Linked DNA regions of Mus musculus: all the other regions are linked to region 2. The links are chromatin contacts, called in public Micro-C and promoter capture Hi-C maps. All regions are on one chromosome and are shown on one strand. The core of a region is the stretch at or near the end of the contact, and the rest is flanking DNA. Distances in the headings are between cores, read along the strand shown. Region 1 holds the start of Mgll (monoglyceride lipase). Region 2 holds the start of Eefsec (eukaryotic elongation factor, selenocysteine-tRNA-specific). Region 3 holds the start of H1f10 (H1.10 linker histone).

What was found. Promoter capture Hi-C pulls out the DNA fragments that hold promoters and counts their contacts. A called contact is a pair of places that touch in the nucleus more often than the background predicts.
Region 1: a contact with region 2 is called in a promoter capture Hi-C map of liver, with 2.3 times the contacts expected there. The contact joins the promoter of Mgll here to the promoter of Eefsec in region 2. A contact is called at or near these places in 8 of 39 promoter capture datasets (the 3T3-L1 cell line, cranial neural crest, embryonic stem cells and 4 more) and 1 of 484 Hi-C or Micro-C datasets (embryonic stem cells).
Region 3: a contact with region 2 is called in a Micro-C map of embryonic stem cells, with 2.2 times the contacts expected there. The contact joins the promoter of H1f10 here to the promoter of Eefsec in region 2. A contact is called at or near these places in 5 of 39 promoter capture datasets (the 3T3-L1 cell line, hippocampal neurons, liver and 1 more), 1 of 484 Hi-C or Micro-C datasets (embryonic stem cells) and 1 of 115 datasets of contacts at active chromatin or transcription factors (pancreatic cancer cells).

What each region holds. Positions count from the first base shown.
Region 1 is chr6:88,722,461-88,727,415 of GRCm38.p6, reverse strand. Mgll (monoglyceride lipase) reads right to left here and starts at 3,004. Exons shown (of 8, transcript NM_011844.4): 1 at 2,845-3,004; 2 at 1,571-1,715. The coding sequence starts at 1,695. It overlaps Gm26588 (a long non-coding RNA gene), which reads left to right. Exons shown (of 5, transcript XR_377840.3): 2 at 1-885.
Region 2 is chr6:88,445,194-88,449,694 of GRCm38.p6, reverse strand. It overlaps Eefsec (eukaryotic elongation factor, selenocysteine-tRNA-specific), which reads left to right and starts at 3,156. Exons shown (of 7, transcript NM_023060.3): 1 at 3,156-3,489. The coding sequence starts at 3,216.
Region 3 is chr6:87,980,187-87,984,622 of GRCm38.p6, reverse strand. It overlaps H1f10 (H1.10 linker histone), which reads left to right and starts at 3,141. Exons shown (of 1, transcript NM_198622.1): 1 at 3,141-4,202. The coding sequence starts at 3,267. The coding sequence ends at 3,833. Gm5577 (predicted gene 5577) reads right to left here and starts at 2,940. Exons shown (of 2, transcript NR_026990.1): 1 at 2,739-2,940; 2 at 443-1,663.

The DNA of each region.
Region 1 (4,955 bases), core at 1,755-4,254, 280 kb before region 2:
GGTTCTCCTGCTTTCTCTCCTTCATGCCTCCTGCCTGGAACCTTCTTTTTTTTTTTTTTTTTTTTTTCTGAATGCACTTCCCCACCCCCAAATCCTTGCTCCCAGTAGCGGTCAACTCTCCAGCCCTGCTCCTACATCCATCGCATCCATCACAAGGCAGATGCTGACATCCGAAAGCCAGCTCAGCTGAAGCCAGGACGTTGGCTTGCTGTCTCTAACTGGAGCAAAGGCAAGTGAGCTGGGAGCTGCCTGCATGGCAACTTCTGTGGGGGGGAAGATTGTGAAAACCACCCACAGCCTAGGCAAGGGCAGCCAACTTGGCCATTCCTGGCCCAGTCCACTACTTCCCTTCCCCCACTGAAGACTGCAGGCCCTCTGTGTTTTACTGTGAACTGGGGCACTGTCACTACTCCACCAACAAAGCCTGCAAAGGCTGAGGCTGGACATGAACAGTGGACTTTCAGTCCCTGGTCCCCTCCTGGAGTGACTGAACCGCTCACTATACAACAACTTGTTAGAAAGTATAAAGAGCGCTCAGTGCTGGTAGCGGTTAGCTCTGGGGGAATTAATGATTAATGAGGACAGCAATGCTCCACGCACCACACACCTGCACACTTGCACACCCGGGCACACTCTCCTCCAAGAGCTGGCAGGAACAATCACCAACCAGCCTATGCACCACTGCCCACTTTGAAAACACACAACTTGGTGTAGCTGCACAGAAGCTAGGGCATTAAAGTCACTCCTTCTGCACTGTTAATAGGAATCCCTCTGGATTGCACCCACCTTGTTGAGAGAGCTACAACTGGGTAACCCCAGAGCCACGGTGGGAGCACAGTTCATACCCACCAGGACCCCTTGGGAGACAAGAGGCCCATGGAGCAGGTAAGCTTTCCCCAAAACAAGGAACAGGAAACAGTGACTAGTCACCAGGCCAAGGTTGCTACAGCTACTCTCTTCCCTGATTATCACAAACAAGCCGGGCTTTTCCTGCTTCACCCAAGAGGAACAGGGTGGTGGGGAGCAGCTGCGGGGCTGGGCACAGCCCCAGTCTGTCTCCAGCAGCAAGGCAGATCCTGGATAGGAAAGTCACTGAGCTGGCGAGAAACCAGAAGGAGACCCCAGGCCCCTCTCCTCCCAGCTAGCTGGGTGTCATCTCTGAAGCTCAGAACTAAGCAGGAGCACACAGCAGAGGTTAAAAAGACAGATACGCGCACATATAATTTTAGTTTTCTTATGCATTCGCTGGCTTTTTTTTTTTTTTAAATTGTTGGGTTTGCTTTTAAATAAATGCTTGCAACAGGGAATCAATTCTGGTACAAAAAAAAAAGTCATATGAATCTTTGAAAACTGCCAGACAGTGGACTCCTATCCTAGTTGTAGTGAAAAGAGAACTCTTGAGCCGTCATTTTAAAGAAAAGCATAAAGTATAGCTCACAACTTTGCTAACACCGCTGTGCCAGGGGTGTCAGTGACATGAGAGGCAGGTCACGGAAAGGGTGGCCCTCATGATGACGGAGGAGGAGGAGGAGCAGGTGCGATGAAGGAGGACGAAGAGGAGAGGACTTACTTGGGTGTGCCACTGGGCTTCCAGTATCTACAAAAGAGGTACTGTCCGTCTGCATTGACCAGGTGAGGCAGGTCCTGGTAGGGAACATTCTGTGGAGTTCGCCTGGGTGAACTTGCCTCAGGCATCCTGCAGGGGTCTTTAGGCCCTTGGAAGAAAGGTGGACATATTCTAAAGTCAGAAATACACTTATGTCCATATGGGAGGAAAGAAAGCCTTTTTTGAGTCAGGACTGTGGCTGTGGCTTCTTTTCTAGGCAATTAAACAAAAAACAAAAAACAAAAAACAAAACAAACAAACAAAAAAAACCCCACCAAACCCCAATTTGATATATATATTTTAAAATTACATACATCTCTTGCAAACCCCTTCAAGATTGAAAAGTCCTGTTTGTCCTTAAGAAAATGCTCACTTTATTTTTTTAAAGTGCCTCAGTATAGCCCCCCTCCCATCTGTGTTTATTTTAAATCATCTCAGGAAACTTCATCTTAAAGACTATTTTAGCTGTAATCAAGCGGAAATTACAGTCAGTTCCGTGGGTACAAAGCCCCAGCTGCAAGGACCCATCTCTCCTAAAATCTCCACTGTGCGGGTTTCAGGGGGCATAATAAGTAGGTGACGCGCCCCAAGCGATTTTTCCCTTCTGAATGCCAAAGATGCCATGACAAACCTGTTTCCATTAGTCTTGGCTTTTGCATTCCACTACCGCCACAGCCTCGAGTATCAGCGCCAGGCAAACGAGGGCTGTTCCCTCATCGCGGCCGCAGGGCAGCACCACGGGGTCCGCGCCCTCCCCGCCTGGGCTGCAGGGGTGCGAGTTGCTCCCTCCTGCTGCTCCAGCTCTAGCTCATGTCGCCACTTTTCCAGAACACACCCCTGAAGGGGTTCCGGGAGCGAGGGACAGCCGGTCCCCAGCCCGGAGCTGCTGCGAGACGCGCTCCGCGGCACCGCGCATTCGCGCAGATGCGGGTCCCCGAGCAAAGTCACCCCGATTCTCCGACAAACTTTGCCTCTTGCCCGCCCGCGACCGCTTAGGGAAGGAAACCTCGCGGCTGTCATCGGCACGCCACACAGGACGTGGACCTGGCCGTTGTTCCCACACCGGTCTGGGAAGATGCAGTTGACGGGCACAAGTCTGTTTGGGGGTTGGTGCGAGGGCGCGAGGGGCGCGTTCACGCGCACACGCTGACACGCGCGCACACTCGTGCGCACGCACACGCGCGCAGGGGACCCCTGGCGGCGGCTCCTATCCTGAGGCAGGGGCGGGAGGCAGTTACCCGGGCCACGAGCGCCGCTGTCACGTTCCCCGAGCACCACGCGGGTCCGGGTCTGCGGCGGGCTAGAGCCAGACTACTGCGCGCGGCCGGCTGCGCAGCGATAGGGCGCGGCGTCTGCGCCGCCACTTTATCCCCAGCCGCTCGGCGGCGGGGGCGGCCCGCTGGGTGGGGACGCGCGGGGAGGCGGCGCCGGGGCCCCACGTGTGCCCGGCCCCCGGGGAGGAGCGGGGCATCGCCCGCCGACCTGCCTCGCGCTTTTCCTGGCCGCGTGGGGGACCTTCACGGGGCACTGAACCGAATTATGGGGCCCTTCCAGCCCATGCGCACAGTCGAGAACACAGACCCTCACACTGGTCCCCGGAGCAGAAACACGCTCACTAGAACTGCATGCACATGTTTACAGTTGCACACGTGCGAGACCCACATTCAGATAGCACAGGTGTAGGCACACCCACAAGGACACATCCTCAGGACCCTTCCCCAGATACAAACTACACACAGAGGTACAAGTGAATGTCACAGTTACTACATGAATACAAACACACAGCATGGACGCACACGCCCTAGACACCATGCACACAGATAAAAACAACACACCACACACACAGTGAGTGTCAGCGCAGAAACCACAGCTCTCATCTTACAGGGGAAAAGATTATTCTGGAGCCATTTTGAATGACCATGAGCTGGAAACACAGATTTAAGTTACCCCTAATTCCATGTTCCTATGTGAAAGCAGTTTCGGGAAGTTTTTTGGGTTTTTTTGGTTTTTGTTTTGTTTTGTTTTGTTTTTAAAATAGTTTTACAGAACAGATAAAGCCGTATATCAAGGCAAGTTTAAAATACATTGGTGGGTACAACAGAGAGTCAGGTAACAGTGAAATGGGAAAGTGTTCCTATAGGCTCAAAATGCTATCTGATAGCATTGCTAACTTTTGGATTTGTAGAAGCTAACTATCGTGTTAAATCAATAGTTAAACAGTGTTCATCTATTGCCTCAAGAAGTTAGTTCTAACAAAGAGGGGCAAGAAAGAAATGGCTGTTCCTGAGGGCCCGAACTTAGCCCAAAATAAAGTAATTTGCCTCTGGACCTGGAACATTCCAACCTCTCCATAGTACTGAAACTTTAATCAGCCAGCTAATCTCAGCAGACACAGCTTCCCTTTAGTTTTCCGCCTCAGCAGCAGAAGTAGCTCCTTTCCCCATGTTTTTGTTCACAACAGAGAAAAACAACACACCATATACACCCAGAGAGCTAAAGATGCGTGACATTCACGCACAAGCGCTTAGAGCTCTGAGAAGGAAGCAGACATACTGCAAGCAAACACACACACACACACACACACACACACTGCATGAAACCATTTCCCCTAGGTGCCCCAGGATCCAGGTCCCACTAGCACAGCTGCCTATGTGGCTGTGGAGTCTGGAATCCAGCACTAAATTTACAGCCTGTCCACTGTGTCCTATGCCTGCCACCTGTGAGTGACAGCTGCAGAGGAAGGATGACCCCAACCCACACCCATCTCCTCAGGCTTTCCAGGGCTTTCTTCTTGGCCAACCACTTTGCAAAATAGCAGGGTTGAATAGTATCATTGTCAGGGCAGCACAGTGGTAGTGTCCACCTAAGGTGAGGCTGCAATCTAACTTGACTTGAATGGTAAAAGGGGTCTCTGAAAGACAGATTGGTTGCAGGCCATGCAGAAGGACCTAGCTCACCCTCTGCCTTAGGCAGGTCTCCAGGGCTTGGACACAGAAGGAGTGGCTAAATGACTTCTTGGAGTTGATTTTGTATTTCCTGGCAGGTCAGGATTAGGGTAAGCAAGCTCAGGCGAAGGACTGGGAGCCTGTTCTCAAAGCTGGACTGGGCCTTAACAGTATCCTTACTATTCACTTCAGCTGTGGTTTACTGAGAGCAAGGGTAGCAGGGTCCTGAAGCCACGGGTTTGAATGTTCCTAGCACTGGTGTTTTGTGACTTTCAATGGTTTGAGAGTTTTGAGAAGAACGGTCCCTTGAGCTGTCAACAGAGTCTCCCCTGAATCTAGAGTTGCTCCCGCTTGATCAGAGAGAGAGTTAAGAGAGTAGAGCCTTGTGTGATTCCTGTAGTCTG
Region 2 (4,501 bases), core at 1,907-4,406:
ACCTCTTGGGTGCTGGGGCTGTCACCTCTTGTGTGCTGGGGTTCTAGGCATGTGCTGTCACCTCTTGGGTGCTGGGGTTCCAGGCATGTGCTGTCATCTCTTGGGTGCAAGGGCTGTCACCTCTTGGGTGCTGGGGCTGTCACCTCTTGGGTGCAGGGGATGTCACCTCTTGGGTGTTGGGAACCCTCTTGGGTTCTGGGGCTGTGGGACTGTCACCTCTTGGGTGTGTGATTGTCACCTCTTGGGTGCTGGGGCTGTGAGGCTGTCATCTCTTGGGTGCTGAGGTTCCAGGCATGTGCTGTCACCTCTTGGGTGCTGGGCCCCAGGCATGTGCTCTCAGGCCCAGCTCCTTTCACTTCAAGTTTAATACACCTCACCTGAAATGCCTGGAACCAGCAGGCAGCATTAGAGATGTCAGGTTTTCCCCCTCGTGTTTTAGAATGTGTGCACACAGGTAATGTGATCACTCAGAGGTGGGACTGAAGTCTGAACACGGAGTGCATTGTTTCCCAAGCCCTTTGTGTGTGGAGCCTCAGGCTCATTTTCCATGCTAGCTTCATGTTCTCATATTTTGACTCTTGCCTGTCACATGAAGTCAGGTGTGGAATTTTCTACTTGTGGTATCATGTCAGAGCTCAGAAAGCTTCAGATTTTGTTGTATTTTGGACTTTTAGGTTAAAGATGCTTGGTTTTTACTGCTTGCCAGGATTTTATGTCGGTCAGAGGTGAGCAGTGAAGTTTACTGAAGCCAGGTCCCATTCAGAACATTTTGTTACTGGAATGTCCTCTAAAACTCTTGTGATCTGTCTGCTAGTTCCCTCCTAACGATGCCCGCTGCTTTATCAGTGGGTTTTAAACAAACAAACAAACAAACAGACAGACAGACAAACAGACAAACAGAGGATAGTGTCTTCTTGTTTCCTGTTTGGAAGATGTAAAATTGAGATACAAATTTTGGGAGCACTAATTCATATGAGGACCCACTCTTGCGACCCATTTGGTTTTAAGGACCCATCTCCAAATGCTATCACATGCATATGGGGTGGGTATCAAAGCCTCAGCACACGAACCTTTGGAGAATGCAATTCAGTCCACAGCAGGGACTCAGAGTGTAGAGTCTTGATCTGTGGAGCCTTTGGGGCTACTTCCTGCCAGCATGCATTCCTGGCTCATCCCAGAGGCAAACTGCCCAGTAGGAGTCAGTGAGCTTTAAGCTTGGAAACTGCCGCCATCTTCATGAGACCATCTGTGCCAAAGTTCCAGAGTTCATCATGGTCAGGCCTGTGGACCGATGACATTCCCTCCTAGGAGGAAGACCTCAGCTGGGTCACTGGATCCTCACCTGAGTGTCTGGCCCCTCCTCCTAGCCATGGTATTCAATCCAGCCCTAATTGTACGTTGGCCTCAGGACGTCAGGGAGGAGGTAGAGTATATAGGTTAGTGTAGATTAGGAGGAAGAAAGAGGGGAAGCCATAGTTTATGCTATGAGAAAACTTTCCAGTGCAGCTGCTCTGTGGTCGTCAACACTCCTTACCTCTCACCCATGTTTATAAGTAAGCCGGATAAACTCAATCCTAAGAAGAATTGTTGTCGTACTGCCTTTTTGGTTTGTCCTTGGAACCTTAGGAAGAGTGGGTAGATGTCATTTGCTACTCCCCTCAGGAGGGAATTTTTTATCAACAAAGGCTAAAATATTTGTCAGCACTCTGAAGTCAGGCTTTATGTTAGGCTGCATCATTGTGATGAAACAGCTACACAGACAAAGAGAGAAAGAGACTTTAGTTTGACTTCATGGTTTTAGAGATTTCAGTGCATGGTCTCTTGGGCTTGATCCCCCTAGCCTGTGGCAGCACAGCAGTATATTGTCCTGGTGACAGCAGAACGGAGCAGCCTGACTGAACTACTCATTTCATGGTGGACAGGAAGCGACTACTGCCTTCTGCTAAGCTTCATCTCATAAGACAGACCACCAGCTGGGGCCCAAGCATTTAGCACACAAGCCCGTGTAAACCAATTCACTTGCAAACCGCAACCCCTCCTGCCCTAGAAAAAGGAAGGCTGGGAATGTTGGGCCAGCAAGCCCCACCCCCTTTACATGAGAGCAGTGCCATTCAGCTCTCCAGTGCCATTCCTCCCCTGTGAGGCCCCAAGTCCCTTCTTTTCCTAGGCTTTTATCCTTTGCCAGAGCAACCACTTAGGCTTGTGACCTCTTTCATGGTTCTAGGCACCTTTCAATGCCTGAAGGGGGTTACAGAGGCTGGTTGGTATAGCACTCACGACACATTCAAGTTCATACACAACAGTTAAGTTGCAGCTCCTCATGGCAGCCTAGACTTCAAAGTGAGGTTTTTGTCCCGTCCCCACCCCCACCTCCCCTCCCCTGAATCAACGAGGACCTCTTCCTCTTTTCACAGTGCTTCCAGGTTTCTGATGGTCAATTCTCAGTCTGCACTGGACGTCTAGTGACAGTCCTTGAGGGTATCTTCCTCACTAGGCTCCCCGCCTTCCCATCTCTGTCCTTTCCAGATAGTCTGGCTTGGCAACTGGTCTTGGGTTTTACTTACTCCTGTTTTCACAGCAAATAATGTCGATCACCACATCCCAGTAAAGTGTATACAGTCTGCACTTAATAAAGGCTGACAGCCGGGCGGTGGTGGCGCACTTGGGAGGCAGAGACAGGCGGATTTCTGAGTTCAAGGCCAGCCTGGTCTACAAAGTGAGTTCCAGGACAGCCAAGACTATACAGAGAAACCCTGTCTTGAAAAAAACAAAAAACAAACAAACAAACAAACAAAAAAATAAAGGCTGACAGAAATGAATGGACGGATGGATGAGTGTGTATGGAGGGATAGAGGAAGGGATGTGTGGATGGACTGGGTGAGTGGAATGATGAAAGGAGGGAGGGAAGGAAGAATGGATGGATAGATGGTGAGATGGATGGATGGATGCATGGATGGATGAATGGATGGAAGGAGGAATCCCTAATCTCAGACTGGCGAGACTTTGTGGCGTGGGGAGCCGGATGACAGCAAACCCAGGTAGCAGGCCGGCTCTTGTCCCGCCCTGTGTGCGCTCTGCCATAGGGCTGTGGGCGCCCGAGGGCGGAAGCTTCCGTGCCGGAACCGGTGCGCTCAGCGCGGGTTGCGGGGGGGTGCGGCTTAGCAGGCGGACCGCGGGGCTGGCGCTCAGGCGACGGCGTGAGAGGCAGCGGCGGGATGGCCGGCCGGCGGGTAAATGTGAATGTGGGCGTGCTGGGTCACATCGACAGTGGCAAAACAGCGCTGGCGCGCGCGCTGAGCACCACGGCCTCCACTGCTGCCTTCGACAAGCAGCCGCAGAGCCGCGAGCGCGGCATAACGCTCGACCTGGGCTTCTCCTGTTTTGTCGTGCCGCTGCCGGGGGCAGAACCCGGTTCTAGCGACACGCTGCTGCAGGTCACACTGGTCGACTGCCCCGGGCACGCCTCCCTCATCCGGACCATCATTGGCGGTGAGCGCGGGCCGGGGCGGGAGCCGGGCTCGGGGTCCGAGCTCGCGGGATGGATGGCGGCCTGACAGCCTAGGCCTGGCCACCAGCCCGGAAGGCTTGTGGTCTCGAACTCACAGCCCGCAGACGCGGACACAGTTCTCACCTTCACTGCCGTGCACCGAGATGCTTTCCTAGAAAAATGATCCAAAGAAACAAACCCTGCAAAAAGGGTGTATACAAGTTTCAAAAAAAAAAAAAAAAAAAGTCACCACGTACCTGTCCTTTGGTCTCCTGGTTCTCTGTCCCAAACACTGCTCTCAGTTTCCTGTGTGTATGGATGGTTTCAGGAAACATACACAGAAACGCAGACAAGGTGCAGAAATGAAAGATCCTGTTTTTTTCCTTCTGTTGTACTACTTGTGGTCGGTTGGGGTAGTGGGTAGAGCCTAGTGCCTTGATAAGAGGCAAGTGCTCTAGGCTCTCTCAGGATCTCATCCCCCAGTCCCCTTTATACACAAACCATCACTGTCTGGAGACTATATCTACACATAAAGTTCCTTTGTACTTTTATACCAACATTTTCTTGACTGACCCTCGTGACTTTCCCAGAGTTGGCTGCTATTCATAATGCAGTGAATAACTCTAGCCCAGAAGGTTTTGGGATGTGCACTAGTGTAACAGGATAAGTTATGTGTGAACTAGCTAAGGCAAAGGGCCTGCGTGTTTTCAGTCATGATGGGCACTGCTAAAATCTGCTTCTAGGATCTGTACCACTTAATTAGTCTTTAATTACAGGCCACTTAGGAATAGGCCATTATAAATAAAAGGTCTTGTAACCTCCCTTCCTTGCTCAGCGTGACCCCTCCCATTCGTCTACAGGAAACTGTTGCTATGTCTTTTTAAATTCCTTTTGCAAACCCATTTAACTACACTTAAATCTAAGAACAGAACCCCATAACCTGTTTGTAAGCACCCAGCACAAAAGGAGGTGTGGCTGAGTCTACCTGCTGTAGCTCCAGTGACCCATTTCCTG
Region 3 (4,436 bases), core at 1,892-4,391, 470 kb after region 2:
TGGGGGCTGTCAACAGTGGCAAGGTGCCTGCTGCTCAGGCAGGAGGATGGGAGTATAGATCCCTGGGCCAGCTGGGCTTGTCTATGCACAGCCATAACTCCAGCAGTGCCAGGTACAGCCATAACTCCAGCAGTGCCAGGCAGACACCTGCAGATTCCCGGGCTTGCTGGCCATCCAGGCTCACTGGATTGGGGAGCCAAGGTTTCAGTGGGAGACCTAATTTGGGAAAATAAGGTGCAGAGTGACTGAGAAAGACACCCAAGCCCCATGGCAACAATTGCTCTACATGTGGTTGCACGCGAGCCACATACACACACACACACACACACACACACACACACACACACACACACACTTTACAATGACTTTCCAAGTTATAGTCCTCAGAGAATATAATTTACAATATAGTTTAAAGATTAAGCAAAGCTTAAAGTATAACTTTAATTCTTTCAAACGCCTATTTTTAATGATGGTTCTTAAACACTTTAACATTCCTTGTAGCCCACCACCCACCAGAGGTAGTGGAAAAGAAAGGATACAGGGGAAGTGGACCTGCTTAGAAAGGTTCTTTGGAGCAACTCCCATCTGTGTTGTCTGGAAATCGGCAGCTCGATCCACTCGAAAACACCTCACGGACACACCAGCAGTCCAGCTCAGTAGTTGGGATAGCAAACACCAATCAGCAGCAGTGGTACTACCTAGCAGAGACAGCCAGGCCTTGGCCTTGGCTGGAGTCAGCAGGAGGGACCAAGGAGAAATGGCCAGGAAGTTCTTGGCTGTGCCCCTCTCAGGGAAGAGAAGATCAGGTCAGCCTCTGCCACTGTCCATCGAGTCCTAGTTATATTCTATTTATACATCCAAACATCACATCTCACCCATAGGTCTTGCCTCAGCACCTATCTGTCTCAGCTGACATCACTCTGCGCATGAGCCCTAGTCTGCGGATGTGGCAAGAAGCCGCAGCACACCACCACAAGTTTTGTTGTTGTGTTTTTCTATGGAGTCCAACAAACGCAGTGCAACTCCACAGTGTAACTCGGACCAATGCATGCGTGTCGTTAGCAAAGACTCCCTCATCACGTGTCCTTTCATGTGCTTGGTTGAGCAGAACATCCTTTTCCTGTGTCCACTTCAGCTAAACGTTCCTTCACGTTTGCAAACCCCATTCAACCAAAGAACTCTTTAAGTTTCCACGTCATTAAAGTGCAAGCAAAGATTAAAAGTTTAGTGAAATATATGCACTAGCTCACTTTTTAAAATCTTAAATTTTCCTTTTGTGAATGAAATAATGTTTTTATGGGATGCAGTCTTAGATGTTAGGGAAGGGCTAATAAGGTAACAACTCGATGTTCTAAGCATTCTTGCGTAATTAATTACAGTTCATTTGATGTTTACATGCCTTAGGAAAAAACAGCATCTCTGTGGGTAATTTTGGGCTTATCGATTGTATTGAAGTTTCCTGACTCTTAACAAGAAAGACAAACTAGATTCTCACATTGCTTTGTCTGTCTTACCTCAGATTGACTGGACCAACAGACACCAGTCTGGTGAACAACATCTGTCCTGATTGAAGCTTCTGCCTGAGCCTGAGGGCAGCATGGCATTCCAGCACGCAGGGTACGCAGCAGCAGCAGCAGCAGCAGCAGCAGCGGGCTCCTGGTAGCTGGAGATAGGAGTGAGTGTCATCAGCCCACGGAAGGGGTTTAAAGAAAAAGAGGGTAGTGAGTCCAGGAGAGCCTGCACCCTATAGCCCGCTGTCCCTCAAAACTCACAGGCCCCTTGGCCCTCCTCCTGAGAACGAGTCACAAGAGGATGACTTGGGCTCTGGGCTCTGCTAAACCCTGGCCACTTCCTGACGATCCTTCCTTTGATGGGGATGAGGTCGTGGGGTGCGGGGAGGCTGGCACACCCACGAGTACTGAGTTTGAAAGGCTGAGAATCTGGGCCTTCTTGATCTACAGGCAGTCACTCCCTCTTTTCACCCAAGAGGCCAGGGAACTGCTTACCTATTGGAACAAAGCTGGCCTGGACGCTTTAGTGGTGTCTACTATGTCCTCCGCAGGCTGGCCATTGCCTGCACAGCCCTCTCTCCACCGTTGGACTACTTCCCAGGCTTTCAGGTCCTTCTCTGTACCACCACCTCCTTCAAGTCCTCCCGCACCAAGTGATGCAGTATTCGATCCCCCAAAGCCGGCAGGATCCTCAAAAGCCAAATCCCCTGCCACACCCTCTAAGGGAAATGCCTTAAGGGTAACCTTACACTTTTCCATCCTGGAGCCCCCATCTAATTCTGAGGGGTCCAGGGACGGCTACTTAAGCATCACAAAATGGGGTACTTGGGGCCAGAGAGTGGTGAGGAAGTGTCTAGGGAGAGGCCCTTGTGGTCGTGCCTGCACTGACTCATCTTTGAGATGCCAGGCGTGCAACCTCAGGGCAATTCCCTTCTGTTGGTTCCCCTTAGGATTCTGAGAAGACCCCCGCCCCAGCACGCTCTCGGGCTTTGCCTTGCTCCTGTCGGCCGCGTGAGGGCGTACCCTGTGTTAGTTGGGACAAATTAATGCCCTTCCTGCGGGCAGGGCTGTGGTCCCCTGGGCCCAGAACCAACTCAGGTGCCTGAGGAGCACTCTTGTCTGCCGCCTGCAAAGTTCTCGGTCTTGGGGTCTCGCCCGGGGCCCGTGCTAATCCTTTGCAAATCGAGCGCCCCCCTCCTCCATGCTCCTATAGCCTGGGGTACACACCTCTGAGCCGCTCCGCTGAGCCCGTCCTAGGCGCAGGCCGCCTCTGCGCAGCGCAGCGGGCTCGGATGCTGTCCAGGGCACACTGCTGAGGGTGCAGCCGCGCCCGGGAGCCGCGGGCGGAGGAGCCAGTGGCCGCGGAAGGCGCTCCAAGAAGCACAAGTTGGCGCTGGACTGGGCCCAGGCTGTTGTTGTTCTCAACGTGGTCCGCCACGGGGAAATAAAAGCGGAGCGGGGCGCGCTCTCCGCCAGAGCGTAGCGCGCACGCCCAGAGCTCCGGAGCCCGCGCAGTGCTGCCGCGCTCCCCGCAGGCTCCTCTCCGCATCCCACCCCCCCAGCCCCGCCGCGGCCGGCCCGGCCCCCGCCCGCACCTCAGCCCTGCCGCCTGGTCCCAGGCCCGGCCGCGGCCGCTCCCGCCTGGAGCCGCCGCGCGCCCCCAGTCCCCCGGCGCCGCCGCGGCCCCTCGCCTTCCTCTTCCCGGCGCGGCCCCCCGGCTACCGCGCGCCGCCTGCCGCCAACCCGCTGGCCACCATGTCGGTGGAGCTTGAGGAGGCCCTGCCGCCAACGAGCGCCGACGGGACGGCCCGCAAGACGGCCAAGGCCGGCGGCTCTGCGGCGCCCACGCAGCCCAAGAGAAGGAAGAACCGCAAGAAGAACCAGCCAGGCAAGTACAGCCAGCTGGTGGTGGAGACCATCCGCAAGCTGGGGGAGCGCGGCGGCTCGTCTCTGGCGCGCATCTACGCTGAGGCCAGGAAGGTGGCATGGTTCGACCAGCAGAACGGGCGCACCTACCTCAAGTACTCTATCCGGGCGCTGGTGCAGAACGATACGCTACTGCAGGTGAAGGGCACCGGCGCCAACGGATCCTTCAAGCTGAACCGCAAGAAGCTGGAGGGCGGCGCGGAGCGGCGCGGAGCTTCGGCGGCCAGCAGCCCCGCGCCCAAGGCGCGCACGGCGGCGGCGGACAGAACGCCCGCCAGGCCGCAGCCGGAGCGGCGCGCGCACAAGAGCAAGAAGGCGGCGGCTGCTGCCAGCGCGAAGAAAGTGAAGAAGGCGGCCAAACCCAGCGTGCCCAAGGTGCCCAAGGGCCGCAAGTGACGCCCCTACGGTCTGGCGACATCGTCGAGTTTTCCATCTGTCTCTATCCCTATCCGCCCCCCCCACCCTCGGTGTACCGGTTCCGTAGGGTTCCGCCTGGCCCAGGTCCCTGATCCCTGTCCCCTCCCCCGCCCCTCCCCCAGCGATGCTGCGTTCTGTTTGCTTTAGGTTTTTGAAACGGCCCTGGCGACGCCCCCATTGGCTCTCACCCTTGGCAACGGCCGTCGCCATGGTTACCGGCCCGGCGGCGCCAATGGCCTGGTGGCGCCTGCCTACTGTGCCCGCTGATGGCCACCAGGCGCTTGGGTTGTGTGGCGCCTTGCTCCGCCCGCTGCCTTCCTGGGGCGCAATAAACGGTTCCAACCTTGACCATTGTCGTTGTCTTGTGGGCGCTGGAGGCTGCTTGGGGTTCCTGCGGGGGAGTCGAGGGTCATTAAGACCAGCTAGACAACTAGCAGGCGCTGCCAGAGGTGGGACAGATGTGCCCAGAGACAGCTGCCCAGTGGAGAACTCTTGTAAAAGTGGGTTCCCAGTCTTGGGTTGCTGCAGTGTCCAGCATATAAAAGATAAAAGATTTCTACATGTTGGAAATTAAACCTCAGG